Regions from separate parts of the Oryctolagus cuniculus genome. Here region 2 is linked to region 1. Evidence: chromatin contacts called from public Hi-C data. All regions are on one chromosome and are shown on one strand. The core of a region is the stretch at or near the end of the contact, and the rest is flanking DNA. Distances in the headings are between cores, read along the strand shown. Region 1 holds the start of STIM2 (stromal interaction molecule 2). Region 2 overlaps STIM2 (stromal interaction molecule 2).

The links. A called contact is a pair of places that touch in the nucleus more often than the background predicts.
Region 2: a contact with region 1 is called in a Hi-C map of skin fibroblasts, with 2.3 times the contacts expected there. The contact joins the enhancer-like site here to the promoter of STIM2 in region 1. A contact is called at or near these places in 3 of 6 Hi-C or Micro-C datasets (psoas muscle, skin fibroblasts and an unstated tissue).

What each region holds. Positions count from the first base shown.
Region 1 is chr2:21,790,447-21,797,251 of mOryCun1.1, forward strand. It overlaps STIM2 (stromal interaction molecule 2), which reads left to right and starts at 2,683. Exons shown (of 12, transcript XM_008274823.4): 1 at 2,683-3,208. The coding sequence starts at 2,827.
Region 2 is chr2:21,926,940-21,933,756 of mOryCun1.1, forward strand. The region is part of intron 3 of STIM2 (stromal interaction molecule 2); the gene reads left to right. Among named protein-coding and RNA genes, the nearest start is that of STIM2, 140 kb to the left of the region's middle. Within about 2 kb of position 4,717, at least 3 of the 8 cell types and tissues checked have an H3K27ac peak or open chromatin away from gene starts, as enhancers often do.

The DNA.
Region 1 (6,805 bases), core at 1,433-3,932:
ACAATCAAGCAACGTCGGCAAACCGCGATGCGTTCATTCTAAACTGAGAACATGCTTAGACTACACGCCCGGAGCCTGGGGCCGGGTCTCCCCCGAGGGCTGGCAGCGTACCTGTTTGCCAGGCACCGGGCAAAGACTTTACTGGATTCTTGTACTCTCCTGCTGCCACCAGCAGTCCCGTGGTGCAGGCAGTACGGGGTCCCCAGAGTACGTGGGGAGGGGGAACACCAAGGCTGGGTGAACCTGCGTTCAGGTCTCGCGGCTGGAAAGTGGTGGCGTTGTCTGGGAAGCTCAGCGAAGTCTCGACTGGGTGACAACGAGACAGCCAAGACAATGGCAAACCGCACCGGTGGGGGTAGGCTCAGGACGGAGATGTAATTTGGCCAGAGGACAGGACGGTAGAAAGCTACTGGGTGGCGAGGGAAACGGAAGGGACAGCAAAGACTGAAACCCGAGACGAAAGGGAAGCAATTGCCTCACCTGAGCCTGGTTTTGCTAGGCTTGCAGATGGGAGCGCTTGTAATTCCGGCACGGGCTTTTCCTCCAAAGAGGCGGACTCGTCTCTTGCACTTAGGTTTATGCTGCGAGGCCGGTGACACTGCATCTCCGTGCAGCAAGAAGGTACATTCTGTTAGCTCGTTTAACAGTGGTAATCTTCCCGACCGGTGACAGAGATGATGTAAGGTGCAGAATTTATTCTTGGCCCCTGGCTTCGCTGAGAGGGATCTGGCTCTTGCTGATTCCCAACTCCTTGCTGGCTGTAGTAGAGACAGGGGTAAACACCACTCAAAATCCAGTACCCTTTCAGCGCCAACACTCTCAGTGTCTTTAAAAAAGAAGAGAAGATACTGTATCATCTTTGTTTAAAGAAGCTTGGCCCTGTTGACTTACTAATTTGCTCGTGGCTTGCTCGTGGCTTTATATTGTTATCGCTGTAACACACTTAGTACTACTCAATTTAGCAACTGATTAACTACTGGCTTGTATGAGTGCTAGCCTCTAATTGTTTAATGGGTGTAAATTTTATCTCCTAAGCAAGATTGTGAGAGCCCTAGGCTGGCTGTCTGTATCCCTGAGAGCTGATTTAACTGACTTTTTCAAGTGTCTCTTCTGTGTTGAATTTCCATCACCTATTACCCTGCCTGGCACATACTAGGGGCTAAGTGTTGAATGAATCATGCCTCCTGCAGAGCAGGGAACAAGCCTCCTATTTTCTTTATATTTTTCTAGTCCCCTTGCAGAATTACCTTCTCCTGGCATTCAGCAAATGTGTGACTTCATTGCTGTGCCTTTCAGCAGAGGAAACAGAATCTCCCTGTTGCCAACCAAGAAGCAACCCGTGCCCCCAAGAAGCAAGAAATGAGTGTTGATAGATTGATTAGCCTCAGAGATTCCGGACTCTCTTCTGAAACGTCCATCTGCTTTTCCACAATGAACAATATTCATGGCTACTTTGGCTAGGTTGTCTAAGAAATTCTTTAGATTGTGTAATCGGAGTATCTTCTTGACTTCAGAAAGCAAATGATCAAACAAACAAACAAACAAACAAAAAAACCAAAAACCCAAAACCAATCTGCAAAGTGACACCAAAACGCAAAAGCAAACAGAACGTTGTGTTAGGGATCTTATCTGCAAATCTAAGCTGTGTGTTAATTCACAGGGCTTTAAATTTACAGTGAGCGTATACTCAACACTTTCTATATTTCGAAGGAGGTGGCCTGAAAAATGTGTTGGCAACAAGTTTGCCTGAGAATGGTGCTGGTTCTATCTACTTCAAACCAAATAGGCAGGACCTGCAGCACAAAGACCTGGTTCACGGAACTTTCATCCCAGGCAAGCAACCCTAAGCCGCGTCTGCACCAACCTCCTCCTGGCAGTGGGTTCAGAACAGCCAAGACTCAGGGTTGGGGAGGTGACGATGGCTTCAGGTCTTCACCATCTCCATCCAGCGGCTACTAGATGTGGGCCGTCTCCCGGTTTATTGGCGGTGGGGCCCTGGGGACAAGTTCCTGAACATCTGTGTTCCTTTCCTCTTGTAGAATGGGGAGAGTCACCCGGATCCCAGAGCTACGATGCGTAGGTCTGCCACCTGCTTAGTTAAAGCCTGGCATACTGGCCCGCAGCAAGCGCCCTGTTAAATACTGGGCAAGTACATAAGCCTCCACGTCTTCACAGCCACTGGTAACCCCCAACTAGACTGAAACTCTGGAGACGCCGCTGTTTCCGACGACAACAGTCCCCGGACCCACGCACTGTTTGCAGCCGTCTACAAGGACGTGACGCGTCCCGAGGATCTGGGAAGTCCCGACTCGACTCCCCGCCCCCTCGCTGCCCTCCCACCCCTGATCGCGTCGAGGCGAGGAGAGGGCAGGGGGACATGGCCTCCTCCTCCCCAGTCGCCCCTGCCCCGGCGCTTCCTCGAAGCGTTATAGAAACCAGCCCGGGGCGCGCCCGCCTGTCCGGGAACGCCCCCCTGGGGGCGGGGCTGGCGCCGCGCACGCGCCGCGCTGCAGCGCCGCGCCTGCGCCGTGGCGGCGCCGAGGGAGGCGGGGGATTGGTATGCGAGCGAATGTGTGAGGGGAGGGAGGCGTCCCGGCCGAGCGTGGTACTACGGCGAGCGCGGGCCGGAGGGGGCGGGGGGATGCGCCGCGGCGGCGGCGGCGGCGGCGGCGGCGGCGCGGGCGCTGGAGCCGGGGTTTGGCGGCGCCAGAGCAGCGGATCTCGGTGTCGCCGCGGCAGCAGCGCCGGTGTCGCGCACGGCCTGAAGACGCCGTACCTTTCTGCCCCCCACCTTTTTTTTTTTTTTTTTTTAAATAACCGGAACCAATGAACGTAGCTGGGACCCGAGCTCCAGAGGCCGCCGGTGCCGAGGGGACCAGGCTGGCGCCCGGCAGGAGCCCGCAGCGGGGGCGGCCCGAGGAGTCGCCGGCGGCGGCGCCTCACGGAGCGGGCGAGTGGCCGGCGGTCGGGGCGGCCGCTCCTCTTCCGCGCCCTCATCCCGCCGCGACTCCCGGCTCGGCCTCGGGCTGGCTGCGGCGGCGGCGGCGCTGGGCTGCGCTGCTCTTGCTCGGGCTGCTGGTGGCCGGAGCGGCGGACGGATGCGAGCTGGGGCCGAGGCACCTCCGCGGGCGGCGGGCGTCGGGCTCTGCCGGGGCAGGAGCCTCCTCTTCCTCTGCGGCGGCGGGCGAGAGCCCGGCGCTCATGACAGGTGAGGGCCTGGGGGGCGGCGTGCGCGGCCCGGGACCCCCACCCCCCACTCCGGGAAGGGTCCGCGTCCCGGCCGGCAGGCGCTGTCGGACGGCCGCTGCGCGGTCGCGGTCCCCTGCGCTCCGGACGCCTTCCCTTTCTACCCGGACGGACACCCCGCCCTCGACCTGGGCTCTCCGCGGCGCCGGGCTTCCCCGCCCTTCAGTCGGGCTCCCTGGTCTTCCGATCTGAGCACTGCGGCGGTTTCTCTTTCGTGCTGCAGCAGAGCCATCAGGGTCTGCAGGAGACGGGGCTGATTGTTGTCCCCCGGACGCTGCTAGAAAAGTCAGCAGCAGCAGCAGCAGCAGCAGCAGCAATGCGGTAGTGAGTCTGCCTCTGGTTGCTGCTTTTGCAAAGGCAGCGGGCGGCGAGTCTCAGCCGTTCCGAGCCCTCGGAGCACAGCGTCCCAGGGGAGGCTGCTCAGGAGGATTCTTTGAGAGCCATGAAACCTAGTGGTATTCATGGTCCCGTGTTTGTGTGCATACACGTCTGGGTCGAGTGTGTGTGCGTGTGGAGGGGTGCAGGGAGGCCCCTCTACATGATGGAACGTCTTTGCTGGTGGGAGCATCCCTGGTGACAGGGGGTGCGGAAAGCTCACAGGTGACCAGAAATGCACCCAGCGTAGAGTGAGTGCAGGATCTTCGGGGTCTGTGTATGAGCAGCACGATTCTGATCCACCGCACCGGCACCTTTTGGACTATAGAACGTTCTGGCAATTACTGAAAACTTGCAAACATGTTTTGGTAAGATTAAGTAGAAGACTGTATCCTCCAAAAGCCTTCCAGTGTCTTGTACAACAGATCTGTTGTGGTTTAAGTAATACTGTAAGGATCCTGAGATCATTTCTTTGGGAAAAGAAGTGGAGCTAAAGTAATGCTGATTGTTTTTTCCCCTCTTACGAGTCGTATGTTATTATTTTTAAAAGTAGATCTGCCGGTTTTCTGCATTAATTGAAATATTATAAAGGAGAAAGTGGAACAAGATGATTTTCATTAATTAACCAAAGTGATAGTCCAGCAGGCGTCTGGAAGTTAACAGCTGCTCTGAGCAGTACTCTGGAGCCGTATTCTTAGAGCAGAGGTGCCATAGTCTAGGTTCCATGACTAGAGTATTCTTCTAGAAAGTAGACGGATGTTGGTAGACTTGGTCAAGCAATTGGAAGTTGTAGGGTAAGAACATAATCATCAGTGTATTTAACTTTGCCTTGAAACATGTCAAAGCCCCACTGAAGAAGTTGAAACAGCAAAACCTATCACTGGAAGATTTGGATAAAATAATTGCAGTAAAATCAGTATTAGGAGCAGATTGTAACTTGAGTAGGAGGATAGATAGATTGGCTAGTTAGCTGTATGCTTGATACTCTTTTCTAAAGAAAATGTGGCAAATAACAATATAATGAAAAATAGGGATTATCAGGAAAGTGGTGAGATGAGATCTTTAACTGCAAGTTTAATGCCTTATGCATGAGTAGGGGGCAGGGGGAGCAGAAGTATTTTGGCTTCTAGAAGCATTAGGACTGTGGCTTAATTTCTCTAGCAGAAAATTTTGATTAATAGATAATTGGCTTTATCAAAATATAACTGGTAGAAGGGTCAATGATTTGCAAAATTTAGTATTTATTGACCACTAACAAATATATTTGATACTATTTCAGAACTTCAATAAGCTAAGCTATTTCCATTGTTTTAAGGCTTTAACATTTATCTGTTTTATGGTATTGTGAAAAAGGATGAATCTCACTGGATCTAAAGTGATCGATCACATGAGAATGCTGTAGTTTGTAAAGTGAGTTACCACCACCATCACCACCACCACCGTCACCACCTGGGATTACTTCTGATGCTCTTACTCTTCCAGCAGCATTGCTTTTTTTTTTAACAAATTAAAACTTTTATTTAAAGTGTAAGGTCATAAAACTACACAGTGTACAAATTGCAGTAACCTTGATGTTTACATAAATATAGTCAGCAGCACAGCATCTTGAAAAAGGTAAATTGAAAATACATAGTGAAGTTAGAATATCCTGAAAATTTTGCTTGTAGTATATGGTTCTGTAGGGCTCCTTTCCAATTAAGCTTGTGTGAACAGTGCTTTTATGGCTCAATTTGTAAACGTTGTGCTAAGCTCAGACCATAACTTACTAGTGCTGTTGTACACTTCAGAAAGCAGAAATGTAGACCAAACTTGGGAAAATTCTGCAGTGTCATAGATGGAGTAGAGCATCTGTGATAACAGACCTAAGCCTCATGTGACTTTTGAAAATTGAAAATTCTTGAAAGAATTCTGAGAGAACGGTCCTCTGTGTCTCCTAATTAAGGTTGCCATGTAACTGTCAGAATTCTTAAGAGCTCTGTAAAATGACATCCACAATCATTCTTCTATTTTTCTCTCCAGATTATATTTTAAATACTTAACTTTAGAAACTTTCTAAAAGTTTGCACCTTATAAAAAACGTAGAAAACATTCTTCTCCACTAAAGTTTGGCTCTCAGCGGTTTTCTTTAGGGGTTTAGTGTGTTTTGCCTGTGCTTAGATTTGAGCAAACCAAGTGTTCTTATAGAGAAAAGTGGTAGCAAGACGTGGAAATAAAGATTCATCATCATAATGAACGTAGAATTGTATTTTCTTTTCCTTCTTTTGTTTTGCTTTTTCAGAATTCAATGTGTAACTGTTTTTGGTCATGTGGACCCAGTATTTGTAATGTTATGTAGTAAGGATTTAAATTACATATTTTTTAGGGATTGGTGACTGAGCTTGCTGATTATATTCTTAAGCAGTGATTTAATAATTGAAAACTTTCCTTTTTTTTTTTTTTTGCCTAACAAATTTAGAACCAGTGAATTGATCCTAGAGGGGAGTGATTGATCTCATCCAGAGATGGTCCCTGAGAAATAGTTTATGAAGGGGAAGTGACTGTATGAAATTTTATTGTGATAAATTATACAAAATAATTGAAGCATTACTTTTCTTGTTGCATGTAATTGTTTCATAATTTCTAAAAATAAATTTTAACTGGAAATACTTGCTTCTGTCATTCTTGTCATTGAAGTAAGATTTTTGAGCAGCTATATAAAAGTTTTATCTTAACTATAGCATTTCACTTATTTGGTATCTTATTCAAAATATAAAAATGCATATTTTAAAGCATAGCTCTTGTAAGTATTAAAATCTCAATGTAGGGCCGGCGCCGCGGCTCACTAGGCTAATCCTTCACCCTGCGGCGCCGGCACACCGGGTTCTAGTCCCGGTCGGGGCGCCGGATTCTGTCCCGGTTGCCCCTCTTCCAGGCCAGCTCTCTGTTGTGGCCAGGGAGTGCAGTGGATGATGGCCCAAGTGCATGGGCCCTGCACCCCATGGGAGACCAGGAGAAAGCACCTGGCTCCTGCCTTCGGATCAGTGCGGTGCGCGGGCCGCAGCGCGCCGGCCGCGGCGGCCATTGGAGGGTGAACCAACGGCAAAAAGGAAGACCTTTCTGTCTGTCTCTCACTGTCCACTCTGCCTGTCAAAAAAAAAAAAAAAAAAAAACCTCAATGAAAGTTTTAAATATTCTTAATTCAAAG
Region 2 (6,817 bases), core at 3,467-5,966, 140 kb after region 1:
TAATATGTTTTCCTTTTCTCCAAACCTCTTATCAAACCTTTTGATATTTATAAAGACGCTCTCATGCTTTAATGGAATATAGTGAGTGTGTTTCTAACTGTACTGTACTTCTTTCTCATGGTATCAGAAACTAATTTCTCTGAAATGCATTCATTTGCTAAAAGAAACTGTTTTGCCATTTGCTTTCTTAACATTAATGAGTGACATTACAGGAAATTTTGTATTATAAGTTTAGGATATAGCAGTTTATAAAAAATGATTGGAGAGGTGCTAAAAAATGAAATGGAGAGTAAGTGTAATGTGATTGTCTGTTATATTCAAAATTTGCCATAGCCAATGGTGGATTTGGCTGTGTGTTGAAGTTTTCTCTGAGTGCAGGAGGAGAAAGTGCAGAGTGGTTAGGAGTTAGGACTTTGAATTAAGAAGATCCAGTTCTGAAAACCATTTCCTCTGCTTACTTGGTGTTTAGACTTGGGTGTTAAACTCTCTGTGTCCAAGCTTCCTGATTTGTAAACCAAGGATTCTACTACTTCTAAGACCCACTTCATAGGGTGGTTGAGAGAATTTTGTGAGATAGTGTCATAAAGGATTTAGAGCAGTTGATGGAAATAGCCAAATACTCAAAAAATGTTACTGCTACTAACATGACTATACATGCATAAAAATGCTTTATAATTAGAAATTTGTTTCTTTCCACCATGTTTAAATGATTTCACAAGTCATCTTTAAGATGTTTATCCTAGCATGTACATGTATTAAGTGTAACATGGAAATCTGTTTAGTGGTACTTCACTGAGATATTTACAGCCTGTAACAATACAAGGTTATGACTGCATGTTCTGGGAGCATTAGTTTTATAAGATTGCACCTTATAGATGAAAGGAACAAGTAAATTCATATATTTTAATCCTTTATTTTTCAGACTGGTCTATGTGAGGTTTGCTTAAGACAGGGAATGGATTTGTAGCACACAAATTCTCATCTGCTGCTGTCAACCACACAGCTCTAGATTGGTGCCTCTATTATATTATATGGCTCTGTGCTCTTGTTTGGGGCCAAGGATTCTCCAGTACTGCTTTGAAATTAGCTACCATAAAAATAGTATTGTTTGTCTTCACACAACCATGGAATAGCATATAGAGTCTTGAAAACAAAATGAAACCCATTCTAAAGGAAGAACAAATTAGTTAGACATTCAGTTAACACTTTAAATAGTAATTTTATACCTGGTCTGATAGTCCTTGTATCATGGAAGTTTACAGTAAAGTAGGAATATAAGACGTAAATAGTTACAAAATAAGGATGTGCCATTTGATAGAAATAGTAACGACTACAGAAATTCTAGGAAGGGAGAGATTGCTTTCCGCTGGAGTGCTTCATCTGCATTTGTAATCTAGTTGTACAGCTGAGACTGTACCTACACATGACTTCCAGGGCTCTTTCAGAAGGCTGCTTCAGCTGGGTGGCCACAGGAACGCCAGCTTGCTTACTTCTCTGTTGATACCTATTTCCAGCCCGTCCTGTGTCTGTGTGGTCCCATTACCAAGACCCCACTGCTGTCACAAAGCCTTTTCTGCTTGGTCCCAACTTTCATCTTTTTCTGGTGCTCATCCAAAATAGTTATCTGGTGGTGGGACAGACTGCAGCAAGGGATAAAAGGGAAACCAGTGAAGAATCAGAAACTTCATTCCCAATTACAGAAAATGGCCCTGTTAGCAGCAAGGGGGCGGGGCAGTGAGAAGGAGAATCCTCATCTTGCGGTTGTTGCTCTGAAAATACATGAATGTGTGTTCCCCCACACCCTACAGCGCCACATCCCTGCATCTTCAGGGGTTCTGCTGCTTCTCACCATCTTGTCCCTGCTCTCCCGGCCCTCACCTTGGCTTCTAAGCCCTGCTCCAGTTTGGAGTCCTGTGACTCTGTGACGTCTTTTCTTTCAGGTTGCATGGCCCCCTTCACGCTGTAGCAGTCACCTCCATGATGAAGAACTGACGTAGCTGCATGGAGCTTTCCTCTTGCAACCTCCGGGCCTTGGGTACTGGAGGTTCTTAGCAGAATCCTGAGTCCATTAATGCAGTTGCCTTTGTTAGGTTGCTCATATATAAGAATGTTTGACTCTTGTATTATTATCAGTACTATATGGAACATTTATTTCTAAAAGAAAATGTTTCAAGTTTTTAGTGTTGGTGAGCTGTTCTAAATTAGGAGCCAACGACGTTGTCAGAGGACTTGGAGCCAGAAGATTGGAGTTGAAACTATAGCTCTCTTGGTTTTTAGATGTGTGTGACCATGTAATGAAACACTCCAGCCTAGCCATCTTTCAGAGTGGTTATGGGAGTTAAAAGAGAATGTATGTGAAAGTGTATAGTAAAATGTAAAGCCCCGTGTCAAATGAACGTGGTGTTTTGGTATTAACAGTCACTATGAGTCAGGTAAAAATGAAGTCCTGCCCTCTAGGAGTTCTTCATCTGGAGGAAGGAATGCACGCACACTTCCACTGTAGTGTGTGATAAATCCTATGGCACGTATATGTCCAGGTGGCCAGGGAGCCCAAAGAAGAGCCACTGACATCTGGAAATGGGTGCACAGGGACAACTTCATGAAGGAGAATTCCTGATCTGAGTTGCAGAGCCTGCAAAGCTGCCGGGTGGCTGGGACAAAGAGAGTGTGGAGCTGTCAAAAGCTGCATGTGTGGCAGCAAGTGTGACCACAAACCATCTCCCCCAGGCACCTCACCTGACTGTCAGGGTCACTCCTTTACTCAGAGAGGCAGCACCATTGCAGGGTGGTCAACAGCTCTGGAAACCTGCTTGATCTGAAACCTGGTTTGATCACTTACTTATCTGTTATACCAAATTAAGAACTTATCCTTCTTAAATTTTTAGGTTCAACACGATGATAAAAGTGCCTACATTAAAAGATGGTTGCAGTGATTATTTGAAATAACATTTCCAAACTCCAGATATTTAATGAATACTAAATGTTAGCAACAATTTTTATTACTGTTGTGAAAGTTCTTAGTTTTTTCTATAACTCACCATTCTTGGCTAACCATTTCGTTAGCTTTGTTTTGTTTTTGTTTTTGTTTAGCTGTATATTCATTTGAAAAGCAGAGTGGTAGTGAGAGAGGGAGAAACAGGGATCTTCCATCCACTGGTTCACTCCCCAAATGGCCATGACAGCTGGGTCCTGCTGGGCTGGGCCAAAACCAGGAACCAGGAACTCCGTCTGGGTTTCCCACATGGGTAGCAGGAATACAAGCACTTGGGCCATCTTCCACTGCCTTCCCAAGCACATAGCCAGGGAGCTGGATCAGAAGTGGAGTGGCCAGGATGCTGTCACTCCAGTATGGAATGCCTACATTGCAAGAGGCAGCTTAGCTTTCTGCACACAATTAGCTCTGTTGCTTTATAATAATCTTAGAAACAGAATTTGAATGAATTTTAAAGATTGTCTAGCTCAGTGGCATTATTTTGTACGTATGGGAAGAAGCTGAGCCATAGCTATGTTGTCACCACGAATCAGTGGCACACTTAGGAATATAATCAGGTTTCTTTCCAGTCCAGAGTTCTTCATTGGTCTTGGAATAAATTGTTAAAAATCACTGTGAGACATCAGCCTGTACCACTGACCCACCTCGAGCAGGAAGAATAATTTAACAAGGTAGGAAGTGGCATTTCTGTAGCTCTGTGTTTTAAAAGAATACCATGTCCTTCTCTGCCTGCCCTCTGGTAGAAGTGTTGCTTAGCAAGAGCTCTTGTAAAAGACATAGGACAGGTGGGTGATAAGGAACCAGATAGCTTTTAAATGAGTGACTCTTTTAATCAAGGATTTGTGATTTAGAAGAATCCTGATTTGTTTATTTTATTCCCCTTATAAAGAAGTGAAAAATAGATTTCAACAATGCTTATCAATTTTAAACATGTTCTTCATTTATTCAGCAGTATCCAACAAGGAAGCAGACACTGTGGTTGATTCCTTCTGTGTACCATACTGCTGGGGACAGAGTAGTGAGCAAGACAGTATACCTTAGTGAGGTAAACAGATGTTGAAAGAATAATCACACAGGTAAACAGCTGTTTAAATGCTAAACATAAAAAGCGCAGTGTGATTTCTGGTCATATAACAATGTTTGGAAAGTCTCCCTGTAGAATTAAAGTGTTAGCCGAGACGTGGAGGTGTAATAAAATAAATAGTAAAGATCAGGCAAAAGGATAGAGAATAAAGATTTCATTCGAGGAAAGCGGGTACAAGGTCCCTAGGAAGGAGAGAGTGTCATCTGTCCTAAGAATTGAAGACAGAATATTTGGAGCAGAGAAAAGTAATTTAAAACGCAAGTGCTGATCATGAGAAGTGAAGGTATTTACTTGGCTTCACCAAAGAAACCAGACAGCAAAAGGAAAAGTGAACCTCCTACAAAGTAAACCATGGGTTCTGTGTGAAACTGTTGTTTTAAAGATTCATTGTGAAGAAAGCTACTGCAGAACCACTAGCATTTTTTATTTGCTAGGTAGAGTAATCCGAGGATATGAGCAGTTTAAGTATGTATTCTTTTTCACTTGAGTTTTCCTTTCTCTACCGTGTCATTGGGATTGAGGTCCTGCTCTGATGTACCAGAGTGTTTGGATTGGGGGCTGTTACTGTTAAGCAGTCAGGGGAATGGCAGGGAATCTCATCCTGTTTTCTTGGCGTGGTTTCTGTGTGGGTGTGGGAGGTGCAGCTGCGCTGTGGGTTTCTTGGCAGCCAAGCTGGGGCCGTTCTCCATGCAGTTCATCCTGAATAGGAAGAAACCCAAGAGGAAAAGGGCTACTTTGAATGCATTAAATTCAGTGGAAAGCACCGAGGGCTTGAACTTTTGGCTGATGTCCTCAGTTGTTTGGCCAAATGGACACAGCAGCCGCAGGCTGTATCCAGGCTTTAAGGAGAGAACATTAAAAGATCCGGGAAAACTTTGTCTTCATATAAAATCGTCAATTACCACACATAGTTTTTAAGCAAAATTAATTGTTTCTTTAAAATTGTTTTTGACTTAACTTAGGCTTTTTCTCTAAAGGACATTACTGAGACCCTAGCTTTGCTTGCCAGATGAATTCATGATTTTCTGTGGATTCCCAGATCTGCTTTTGTTGCTTGTTTGCTTTTCTCGGCTTGACCTCCTGTATGATTGATAAGCACTTTGTTTTCCCAGATCCTCCAATTAAATGCAGATAACATAGAACTCTTTGTTTTTAAAACATACTTGCATTCTTTCTTTTGGATAAGCTTGCCTTTGCCCTTCATATTCTACACACAGAAACCTCTGAATTGCTTCTAGTATTTTAACGGCTTGTTTATATCTTCACTGTTATTTAGTATTCTTGCTCTTAGAGTAATGTAGAGTCAGGTTGTGTAATTAATTTCACTGAGTTCAACTTCATTCCCACTTACTCCCCTAATCCCATTAATTTCTCAGTTTTTAATCTCCAATATGTGGATAATCATGTAAACAACTCTAGTGTTTTTTTTTTTAATTTGAAGAAGAAAATGCATTTAAGCACTTAATTCAGAATAGCTAACAGAAGAGATGTTAGATCTGATTTTGTTCATAATGTAGATCCTAGCTCCTCAAGTCTATTAATAGCTATAGTCACTCTTCAGAGTGATCTCATTCTGCCTAAAGATCATCTCAATGCTGATGACTCCCCATTAATATCTCTGTCCCTGAGCTTCAGGCTGTGCGTCTGGCTGCTACTGTATTGTCTATACTTAGGTGTTTAACACATGCTTCAATCATAACATGTCTAAAGCTGGCTCTTGGTTGCCATCACCTGCCCTTACTTGCCGCCCCAAATCTATTCCTCTCCATATCCTTTCCTACTTCAGTTAATGACACCACTCTTAGTGCTTTCGGCTTTCCACTAGCTACCAACCCCTGTCCGTTTTATCAGCTTATCTTATCAGCCTTATCCCCAGAATATATCCTGCATGTGACTGATTGTCACTGTCTTCTCTCTTCCCACCAGAGTCTAAGTCCCTATGCACTTTTTTTTTTTTTTTTTTTTTTTGCACTTCTTTCTATAACCTCTTTTGCCTGGACAGTTAGGAAAGGAATGGTTTCCTTTGTCCCTGTTTCCAGTCTTACCCTGTATAGTGCATTCTCCATATCAAAGAATGATTTAAAAAAATTATTTATTTGAAAGAGTTACACAGAGAAAGAAGGAGAGGCAGAGAGAGAGAGAGAGAGAAAGAGAGAGAGAGAGAGAAAGTAAGTCTTCTACCTGCTGGTTCACTCCCCAATCGGTTGCAACAGCTGGAGTTGCGCCGATCCGAAGCCAGGAGTTTCTTCTGGGTCTCCCATGCGGATGCAGGGGCCCTAGGACTTGGGCCATCTTCTGCTTTCCCAGGCCATAGCAGAGAGCTGAATCAGAAGTGGAGCAGCTGGGACTCGAATGGGCACCCATATGGGATGCCGGTACTGCAGGCGGCGGCTTTACCCGCTGTGCCACAGCCAGCCCTAGAATGATGTTTTAAAGACAGATTATTTTATTCCCCTCCTTGTCACTGAAGTGGGGAGATAGCCAGAGTTTGTGGAAGCCTCTCATGACCTGTCCCCTCTTAGACTTTCTGGTTATCTCTCTTTCGCAGTAGCTTTCCCCTCTTATTGGAGGATTTTTCTCCCAGATCTTCACAATATGGCACCTTGCAGTTTTTTGGTCTCAGTTCAGATGTCAACTCCTCAGAGAAGCTTACCCTGACATCTTTCCTTTCTTCCTTAACAACCCGTCACTATCTGAAATTTCCTTCCTCTTCTTCCTTCTGTTGTAAGTCGCCCCATCTT